Linked DNA regions of Zea mays: region 1 is linked to region 2. The links are chromatin contacts, called in public Hi-C maps. All regions are on one chromosome and are shown on one strand. Each heading gives the region's core, a stretch centred on a gene start, on an enhancer-like site or on the middle of the called end of the contact. The rest is flanking DNA. Distances are from core to core; before and after follow the strand shown.

Region 1 (5,046 bases), core at 371-2,870, 120 kb before region 2:
ACAACTCTCTACTCTGTTCGCCATGACACTCTAGGAAGTCATTGGCACTAGCTAGTTTCCACAAGCCCCTGGATCCACGTAAGGAGGCAGATGATTCTTGTTTGGTGATTGAGGATAACCACCAGAATCAGGGCCAGAACCTGGGGCACACACTACTCCAACGCCCTGCTTTGACGCTTTCGACCGTATAGAATAGGCTCTGTTGAGATTGTGGGGTGATGCTTGCATACAAGCATCAGCTCGTTTAGAGCACAAAAGCAAATAGGAGTATTCTAAGTTAAAAGCACTTTATTACTCCCATAATCTTGATTCAGATGCTTATATGTCATCTAGTAGCCTACTCCAACTTGCTTGGATCTGTAAGTCTTTGTTGTTGTTGCTGCTGCTGCTATCATCTAGTTATTGCAGACTTAAGGATATCCAGAAGTGAATTATCAACTATGGGATGTACTAGGAACCTGAGGCTTGTTTCTAGATGCATGTTTCATCACTAGTGGCTTCTTGATATTAATAACACAACTGTGTTGTGCAACCTAGTGAGGTATTTGGTTTGACGTAAGTCATCAGTCACCACCCCTGATCCCTTTGTGAGTTGTGACCATTTCTAGCTCCAACGCTGACTAGAACCATGGTCGAAGAGGCAAGATGATGCCGGGCACCTGGCTCTGCACTCTGCTATGGGAGAGGATGTTTGAAAGAGGCCACAGCTGCAGCTGCAGCCTGCAGTCGTGGGTACACACAGATTATGCAACCTGCATCTTGCTAGCATATTGATGAACAGTACTCCCTGATACATTGATCAATTACAAAATCTATCCTGGACTCAATGATTTCACCCTCCAATGATGTATAGAGCAATATGCCGTGAAATAGTAGTGATTTCCACCACTGCCACCATGTCACCTAATCCAATGATACGATCCTATCTAAAACAGGCGCATCTGCGCACAACAAGCGTAGATTTCTCCTTCGATCAAAAGAGAAGAATGAGCATGGATTTCGAACCTTTGTTGGCAGTGAGCCGGAGCCCCTACGCGTTCGTCAGTCGTTTGGATTGGCTAGACTGATCCTGAAGAAGAATCAACTACTTCTCGAATCCCGTTCCATATTCACCAACAACACGGGGAAAAGTGATAGTATATCACAACAATTCCAAATTTCGGGTGCTTGAAACTCTAACAGAAAACCAGAAAAAAAACTACACGGCCCTCGGATTAAACATTCCAACCCCGGAAACAAGTATCCCTATCTCAACCGTCAAAACCATCGAGAGCACTCCAGTTCGCCGGTTTGGTAATCGTGCTCCGTGAACTCGTCTATGGCCGCCACACTCGGAGCAGGAAGAGTAAACGTCGGCGAAGGGTACACACCTCCGATGAGGCCGAAGCCAAGACCCACGCCGCAGCCAGCGCCGATGCCGAAGGCAGGGCCCAGTTTGCCGAGCGCATCCGACCTCGCCACGGGGAGGCTCCACACAAGCCCCCTCCTCCTGCCGCCCGACATCTCTCCCCAGTCACTGCCTCGCCGCTTCGTCGTCCGCCCGGCGCCCGCTCGGTGCGCAGTGCGGCCCGCCCTAGCCCCCCACCCTTCAAAGCAAGAGAATGAAGGGAATTAGAGGATAAGTTCCACACCCGACACCTTTCGGGACGAGACTCCCAGTCTCAGGCCGCATCTCGGGCTTCCGGGGCCCGTTCCATGGAACGGGACGGGAGACGAGAGGCCGAAGCCCGAAGGTGCCCCAATTGGCTGCGCGCCGATGGACCCGCAACCCGTGCGCGCGAAGAGACAGCAAGACGACGCATGGTGGGCTAAGGCCCACTCGCCAATTGGCCACTTCTGCTAACAAAACAAGATGAAAGGATATGACCGGCCCCATCGGGCCTCTTCTAATCAAAGCCAGTTCATCGTAAGCCACTAAAAAAAGATCGAAATTCTGTCCTCGCCACTAGAAAAAGCTAACGTGCCTTCTACGCCACTCAGTCTCGTTTGATTGTAACAGCCGTTTTGAGCACATATTTCAGATTTGGTTAAGACTCCCTTCGTAGTTTTTAATTTTTATATCTACAGTTAAATAGATGATGATAAATCACATACACCAAGTATCATATGATTTTATTAATTTTTTAAAGCAAATTTTAATTTGGGATAGAGGGAGTACAAGTTTATTTATATGAAAACAGATTCTTTTAGAGATATGTTTGGTATTAGTCTATGTAAATTTTTATGGGGTTTCTTAACACTCCTCTGAGTAAATATCGCGACTAACTTATGTGTGGTTAAAACTCTAAGAAGTTTGATGAAAAAATAGGGAAAGAGCATACAGTGCCACTCTATATATTATACATGTTGTCTCGTTTTTTTAGACTGTATACATGTTGTCTCGTTAAAAACCATATGTGAGAAACTTAATGTAAACTTATGATAGGAAATACTACAATGGTTATCTTTATAAGAACTAAAACATTTAGGGTTGTATATATTACTATCTTCATAATCGAATAGTAAGGGCTAAAAAATTTAGAGGTGTCTTCCCTCTGAACCTGCAAGTCTCTCAAATGTCCCATCCCTACACCTTGAATATATCTTCTGAAGGTGTCTGTAGGCAAGAATTTAGTGAATAAATTAGTCATGTTATTATAAGACTTGGCTTACATGATTTTTACTCACCCTTATTCTGTAGTTCGTAAGCATAGAAAAAGATTAGGAGGAATACAATTAGTCATACTACTCTTAATATAGCATGTTTCTATTTTTGCAACGCATGTTATATTATTTCATAGATAGTAGTGGGGTATTTGTGGTGTGAAAACCACATATCTTGATTTGTCAAAGCCAAGCACATTCATGTGCGATTTCATACAATATGATTATCTCTAAGATGTTAGTAGACGTCGCTATTAGTGTCTATTTGCTCGATCTCTAGGATACGACAGTACCACCATAGAGAAAAAAACAAAGCCAGACTGAGATCTAGCATTATGGGGATCTCATAGATATTCAACATCTCTATAGCCCATCAAAGTTTAACCCAAATTCTACAAAAAATAGTCCAAGATCTTGAGTGTCTTTGAGGTATTATAGTATAGTCTTAATATATGCCCAATGTCTTATGATTGGGTTTGCACTTTGTCTAGCTAGCAAACTCACTCAAATGTGATATTATACCTAGTGCAAATCACAAGATACATCAGTACTCAAATGGCCCTAAGGTAAAGAACTTTAGGTCCCAATGATTTCTCATCATCGCACTTTGGTCTAAACGAGTCAAGATCCCTTTCAAGGTATCTTATGACCATCAATCTTTAAAGGGTGAGCTTTGTAGTATTATAGCTTTCAATGAAATTCATACTATAGGTCAACTACTATAGAAATATTCCTTCAAAAAAATGCTCGATTTATAAGTACAAGAAAAACTTGGTTTTCCCTAAGCCTTTCATTTCAAACCCTACCTTGAGGTATATGCTAGCCTCCCTAATATACTTTGTGTATCCTATGATATTCAAGTCATCAATATAGACTAAAATTGTTAGTGTTTTGAACCTCGCTCCGACAAGTAAATTTGTGTGCATGTTCTGGGCTCCGAACGGTGTGCGCGGTGGGTATAAGATTTATACCGGTTCGGGCAGAACGTCCCTACATCCAGTCTTCAACGGCTTGTGCTACCGACAACACTGCTGATCAATGCTCGTAGTAGGGGTTACAAGCGGGTGAGAGAGGGAGGAGAGGCTCCCAAGTCTCTTGTTGTGGAGGTGGTTACACTAAGGGCTACAGAGTGGAGTCCTAACTAAGTCTTGGCTTGGCGGGGGGGCTCTAGCCTCTAGGTCCTCGTTGGTGCGTCCTTCTTCCTTCGTCGGTACGTCGTCTTCGCATCTAGGGGTCCGTCTAGGGACTGACCACCTCCTTTTATAGGCTAAGGTGGGGGTCGGCCGACGGTGGCTTCCTCAAGGAGTCGTCAGATGATGGTAAAATCGAGCGTTCTACCACGGGGTGAAGCCACACGTGCCCGTGGGCCCCAAGATTTCCTGGTTGTCTCGTATTCTTTATAGCAGATGGCGTGGGCAGCGTGGGGCCCAAGTGCCATCATTCGAGCTACGCCGACCCCTGGCCTCCATATCATCGGGCTTGGTGCGACTTGTCTTGTTGTGCCCGTCAAGCGGTCTGCACACTCAGTCTTATTCTCGATAGGCCATGAGTGTGTCGCAGGGCAGGGGGCGCGTAGGCCATAAAGGCGTCGCGGTCCAAGGGGTTCGTAGGTCATGAGTGCGCTGTAGCCCGAGGGGCTTGTTGGCCATGAGTGGGAGGTGGACCGGCGCATCTGTCATGGCTCGGCTCTAGGCACAGTTAATGCAACTAGTCAATTATGATGGGCCAGTCTTAGCGAGGGATCCACTCGAGTGGTTTCCCTTTTGGTTCGCTCAGCCCCCTGTCTTGTTCCGCCATGCCCAACCTCGGGCTAGGTGTCGCAGGGTTCAACCAAGGGTGGGTGCTTCCAGGGCAGACGTTTCCTTTCTCATCCAGCTGACCCATGGGCCCTAGTTGCTAGAGGCCTCTTCCCAGCACCCTCGCTGACCGGCGGGCCCAAGGGGTCGGGGATCTTATCCCCGACAGTAGCCCTCGAGCCCCTGAGGGGGGAGTATCTCTCCTCGGGGGCTTCTCTCTAATCGGGTGTTTCCTTGCCCCTTTGGTCATTGCGCTTCTGGCTGGTCGGGCCCTTTTCCCCTTATCCTAGTGCACACTTCCATAGTTTTGCGTATTTGGTGTTGAACCGTCGCCTCGTTCCATACACGGCGTTTGGCACCTGTTCCGTCCACTGCGCCTTGTGCCTTTCTATAAATGATCCCTCCCTCTAGCGGCTTCATCATATTTTGTCTTATCGTCTTTGTTGAAAGGCGGTTTCTTCATGATCCCTTATGGACCCAGGCAAGCATCTAGTGGAGGACCGCCCCCAGTGTTGCATCCTCTTAGGTAGAGGATGGTTGAATTGGGGTATAGGCTCTTTTCCCTTCCGCTACCGGGTTCTCAAGATCCTGCTTGTTTTTTTCATCC
Region 2 (5,742 bases), core at 1,284-3,783:
GTGCGGATCTCGGCAACGTGGAGGCTATGACGCGTGCGGATCTCAAGAACGTGGAGGAGGGCGAGGAGGCGGAGCACAAGGAGGAGACGGCGAGCGTGGAAGCGGCGAGATCCCAGCCATTGAAGTATGTGGCGACCTCGACGGCCAGGAGGAGCAAGGAGATGACGACGAGGGCCTTGATGAAGGTGTAGAACATGGAGCACACCACTGGGATCTTGCCAGTGGAGACCACCACACCGGCTTCGCACATCGGTCCTCCCCACGGCCACCTTATGCCTGGCCGCACCTGCCAGTGCGACGGTGGCGGAGGCTAGCGAGGCTAGGCACCCAGCAGTCGGTGCGCGCCTTGAGGAGCAGCAGCCACATGGTCTGGTTGGTGTTCTTGGAAGGCCCCGTTGGAGAACGACGAGGGCGACCGAGAGGCCCTACCGTCGGCGTCAACGACTGGAGATCTGGCGGCCGGTGGCGAGGAAGGACTGGAGCGAGGGTTTCCTTGGAGACCTTTCTGAGACGGGGAATGCGAATCAGGTGCGCATGAGAGAGTGAAAGAAGAGGGAGCGGTTGCTGCAGTCTGGAGACATCGCGCGGAGGACGGCGTGGAGAGAGTGGAGACTGGGGAGAGGGGAGAGGAGAAGCAGCGACACGCTCGTCGTCGTCATCAAGGGTGTGGGATGGGGCGTGGGATTTGGGTGCCGTGGCACGGGGCGGAGGGGTGCAGCCCTCGACGGTTAGACGAGATTTGGCGACCTCGACGGAGGGGAGGGGTTGCGATGGACGATGGCAGCCTCGGGAGGGCGATGATCGAGCAGGCGGATGCGCCTCGGGAGGGCGAGGTTCCAGCACACGATTGAGCGGGCGGGTGGTCCTCGGGAGAGCGACGATCGAGCGGCGGTGGTTGCGATGGACGATGGCGCAGGATGGATGGACGGTGCAGATTTACTGGAGGCAGAACGACAGAACCGACGGAGGCAGACTACTTTTGCTGTCTTAATAAGTAGTACAAATATATATATATATATATATATATAAAGCGTTATTACAATACAATAGCTCTAAGAGTAACTCTAGTTATAAATGTGTCAGACATCCTTCAAAGCATGGAAGTGTGCAATATAATTTTTAAGAAATAAAGAAATACAAACCTGAGCCAGTTGGGCCCATTAGGAGTACATTGCTTATATCTATTTCTACAATATTTTGATCATCATGTCCAGCAAGAGAAGCCTAGAATTAGCGGCAAATCTGCAGCTTGTTCGCTGCGGCTTGCTGCGGCTGCAATCCGGCTGCGGCTGCGGCTTCTACAGTATTTTTCTCTCTATGGATTGCAGCTGCAGCAATCCAAACAGCTGCAACAGTGTCGGCTTGTAGCCAGCCGAACACGCCCCTGATACAAAAGCAACGCATACATGCAAGAAAAAAGTATGACATAGCAATCAGCAAATTAAATTTACATGTGTCCCTATGAGTCGCCCATTGCATATGTGCAATGAAGCTTGTAGCTTTTTTTTGCAGAGATATGTTAAAGAAAACTAAGGCGGGTAAGTTATGATGCGTTTGGTTGCGGGACAGCTGAGGACAGGTAGGACAGGAACGTCCTCTAGCGCCCTCTCTCGTCCCTCCAATTTTGAGGGACAACTAGAGACAATATTGGGATAATCCTGTTCTAACCCCTGACTCTGAAACAAACAAACTTATTTGAGGGATCGTCCTATCTCATTCTCGTTCTGTCACTACAACGAAACACACCCTTAAAGAATAGAGACTAATAACTCTTTCAGTACATTTGCATTACATATTCTCTTGTAGGTTGTAGGTAGCTACAGATAGCACCTGCAAGGGAAAAAAAGTCTCTCTAATAAGCATGTGAAAATTATGGTATGCTCTTAGAAAAGGGTCATGGCGCATGAACGTTTATGTATTTAACTCCTCTCCATGATTGAAATGGATGCATAGTCAGGAAGCCTGCTTTTAGCAACATGTGTCATCGATCACTATCTTTTCAACAAAAAAAAAATAGTGCATCGGAATTTGGTGAGACATGTTGCTAATTGCAACCTACTCTCTGCCCTTCCGGAGGTTACTTCGGGAAAAAAACATTACTAACTACTGCCAATTTTTAGTCCACGATTTATCCACAAGGAATTAAGGACACAGATATCTCAACACTGTGGAGGACTTGGAAGGCTCGTCTGCACTTGTTTCGGGCCGAAAGGGAGAAAGGGCCCAACTAAAGCCATACTACCACAACCAAGAAGAAAGGCGCAGAACGGAGCAGGGTCCTGTACTCTTGTCGTTGCTTTTGCGCGAGACCTCTCCGAAATTTTCTCATCGGACGGCTTCGTTCGTCGTGCTCCGTTCAGACATTGACACGGTAGAATAAACTAGGGAGTGCACTGGTGCACAAAAAGGAGATTACGGTTCCTTTTCTATCTCGGGGGTCTCGGGACACACAGACACACGTACGGACACCGTTGAATGCCGGTGCAAAACTCACCAGCCCGCTGGTGACGACACGTTGGGGCACGGGGGGAGAGGGAGACGACGACGCAGCTGGGGACGCGTCTGCAGAGCTGGCCAGCTACTCCGAGAACCCGCGACGGCGACGCTCCATGCCACGCGCTCCGTTTTCTGTCCCGGCAAGACAGCTCGACACGCACGCGTGTGATGATGGAGGGAATAGAGAAATGGCAAGGGCGGCGACCACCATCTAGCCGATCCGATCACAGCTCACGAAGCAGGGAGGGGTTCTGGAATTGACTGCAGTGCAGGTGTCAAATGGTGCGTGCATGCCTACGCGGACCCGGAAGTGTTCTTCAGAGTTCAGAATTCTCAGACGCGGGCGGCGCGCCAGACTGAGAAACTGCAGTGGAAAATCGCACCTGTTCATTGACTGCGTCGGTTCAGATACGAGCGGCGGTCATGCCGTTCGTCTGCGTAGTATATGACTAAGTTCGATGACACTGACCGCATGCAGGTAGGGTTAGAGGTCACGCTCGGTTCGATCGCTGAGCGTTACTAAACGGGTGGCCGGTGGTCCGGCAGGCGATGTCATTACAGAATGATGGACGCGATTCTATCTATAGGGTGATAAAGAAAATGGTGGCTTTTTCTTGTTCTCTTGCATCGCTTCGTCCCTAATTGCTTATTATTAGCTAATGGAAAAACATTGGACGATGCGGTGGAAATCTAATCGAAGTTCTTATCGAATAAGCATTCCTAGTGTACGTTCAGTCCAACGGAAGGAGTACTACTCTTTTCAGCCCTTGTCGGTCTGGAGTACGCAACGAACGAGGTAGCCGCTTCTTGTGATCCAAGGCAACACTAGCAGACACAGACACAAAAGAGACCGAATATTTTTTTATTTGTGTTAAAGTCTACTCAGTCGAGAGAGACAGAGAGAATACAAATGACAGCGATATCCTTTATTGCAGGGAAGACTTGTTTATATACATGTGACAGGGGTCATCACCAAGGGGTGTGTCCCTTGGGGATGTGTTCGTCGAGCCCCTTGGATTGGTCACCATATCACATATAACTTTGTAATATGTTATTTTGTAACACTCCCCTTTGATCAATCCAAGTCCATTTGATCATCTGTCAGCTGTCTTCCAAGATATTATCTCCTCAAAAACCCTGTGGGAAAAATAAGGAGTACACAATGTCTTTTGGATTATGAGTAGAACTCACACTGACCTCCAAAAGAAAATATGCCTGTAATCATCATTCTTAAAAAACCCATGTGGGGAAAATTAATGATGAAGCATATAGCTTAGTTGATATTACCTCGTTAAAAACTTTGGATGAGAAAACCTTAACAAGGCAAAACTCATACAAAGAAAAGAGTGTAATATGATGGTACAAAACAGGTCAAATATCATGGAGAATTACTCCCCCTGATTCTTGCAAGCACTTAAGTCTTCTCATACCAATCACCTCAACACATTTCTGAAAACGTTGAGTATGGTAGAGATTTTGTGAATAGATCAGCAAGATTATCACAAGACTTTGTTTGCAAGATGTTAATATTTCCATTTTCCTGTTTCCATCTGAACAACACAAGCTCAATTATCCTTATGGATAATGGTCAGTGGTTCAATTGAACCACAATACGACATTGTTCTCTAATGGACCTCTAGCCCAAAGAACAATAATATGTCTATAGTCATCATTTCAAAAACCCCCGTGGGGAAAATAAATGATGAGACATATAACTCAGGCTAATATTTCTCCAAAATAATCTTGCCAGAAAATCTGAGAAATCAACATATCAGCTGAGTCTCCTTAAAAACCCAGTGGGAAAAAAATAAGGAGAGTAGTCATACTCTATTGTTGATCCATTTGAACTCTAGGGAGATAAACTCATATCCTAGTTCAAATACAACAATAACTATGTCATAATGTATCATCCTTGAAAACCTCTACGGGAAAAATAGATGATATGACATAGGCCTTGTGTTGATGTTGCCTCGCTAAAAACTTTGAATGAGAAACCCAAATAGGTGAAAACTCATACAAAGAAAAGAGTGCAACATGATGTATATACAAGTTCTTCAGATCAAAAGGAAAACTCCCCCTGATCTTTACAAAACACTAAGTCATCCCATACATACTCTCAAACACATTTAAAATGTGGAGTAAGGTAGAGACTTAGTTCGTAACTTGTTTTTCATCTAAACAACACAAAGTAATATTATCTCCATAGATAATAAGGTCAATGATATAAAATCATGACCACCACATACCCTCAGTATGTAGTATATCATTCTGTGTGTAAGTGACCATTAATCTCTGTTGATCGACATTTATCAAACAGTAGGTCCAACTTACCAGAAGTATGTCATTGATCTTGTATCTGGGGATCTTCTATAGATATTCAAGATCAGTATATCCAAACATAAGGAGAGCATGAGTACACCTGGAGATCATAACTCGATCTCATGTGTTGTTAGCTAGCAAATCTTTGCAAAGCAATATCCGGCCGGATGCTCTTGCAAGATACAATAGCACATCTCATGATCTGAAAGAATCAAATAACTATGATTCCATTATATTGAATTTCTTCAATATGCGTTGGATATAGACAACTTAGTATCCAAGATACTCAAGATAGTTTACTTTGAATTGAAATCTCTTACAATTCATATCCTCTATCTCGAACTCCGTCGATAAGTAATGTATGTTTAGAAATATGTTGCACATATTTATACTGAACATACCATTCTTTGTGTATCCTTTCAGAAAGAAGGATTCACTAGGTCGAATGTACCATATTTGACCAAGATGCTCTAAGTCACCAAGACTTTCCAAGCATTGCAAATTTGTGATTGGTGATTATGTATTTGGAATCCTTCAAGACTCCATAAATACCATAATCCAGTGACCACATATGCACATGTTGTCACTACATCTATCAACTGCAAAGATAGATGATTTACTGCCCATAATATTGTATCGGAATTTTACTACTCACAGTAGAAGAGAATTTATAGCATTAAAATAATGCTTGGGTTTGCGTATAAACCCAGTTGCTACTAGCCATGCTTTCTCACCACCTCATTGTTTCCAAGTCCATGAAAACAAACTTGTATCCACAGTAAGATACCTTGAAGTGAAAATAAGTTAACACTTCTTTTCGGTGAGCAAGGCTATCTCTGCAACATTGTATCACTCAACAAGATCCAGTTTGAGCATACTCATGCTCTGCTATGGCCATAGTCTTTTGGATCACTTGGAGCGCATATA

What was found. Hi-C and Micro-C count contacts between places; a contact is called where the count stands out from the background.
Region 1: a Hi-C map of ear shows a contact between it and region 2, with 4 times the contacts expected there. The contact joins the promoter of LOC100278545 here to the enhancer-like site in region 2. A contact is called at or near these places in 8 of 25 Hi-C or Micro-C datasets (bundle sheath, ear, leaf and 1 more) and 1 of 3 datasets of contacts at active chromatin or transcription factors (leaf).

What each region holds. Positions count from the first base shown.
Region 1 is chr3:174,879,929-174,884,974 of Zm-B73-REFERENCE-NAM-5.0, reverse strand. LOC100278545 reads right to left here and starts at 1,620. Exons shown (of 3, transcript NM_001151785.2): 1 at 1,371-1,620. The coding sequence starts at 1,503.
Region 2 is chr3:174,758,077-174,763,818 of Zm-B73-REFERENCE-NAM-5.0, reverse strand. No RefSeq gene overlaps it. Among protein-coding and RNA genes, the nearest start is that of LOC100277253, 10 kb to the right of the region's middle. Within about 2 kb of position 2,533, at least 19 of the 20 cell types and tissues checked have an H3K27ac peak or open chromatin away from gene starts, as enhancers often do. A contact at or near this core is called in bundle sheath, ear, leaf and 1 more, where this site is marked.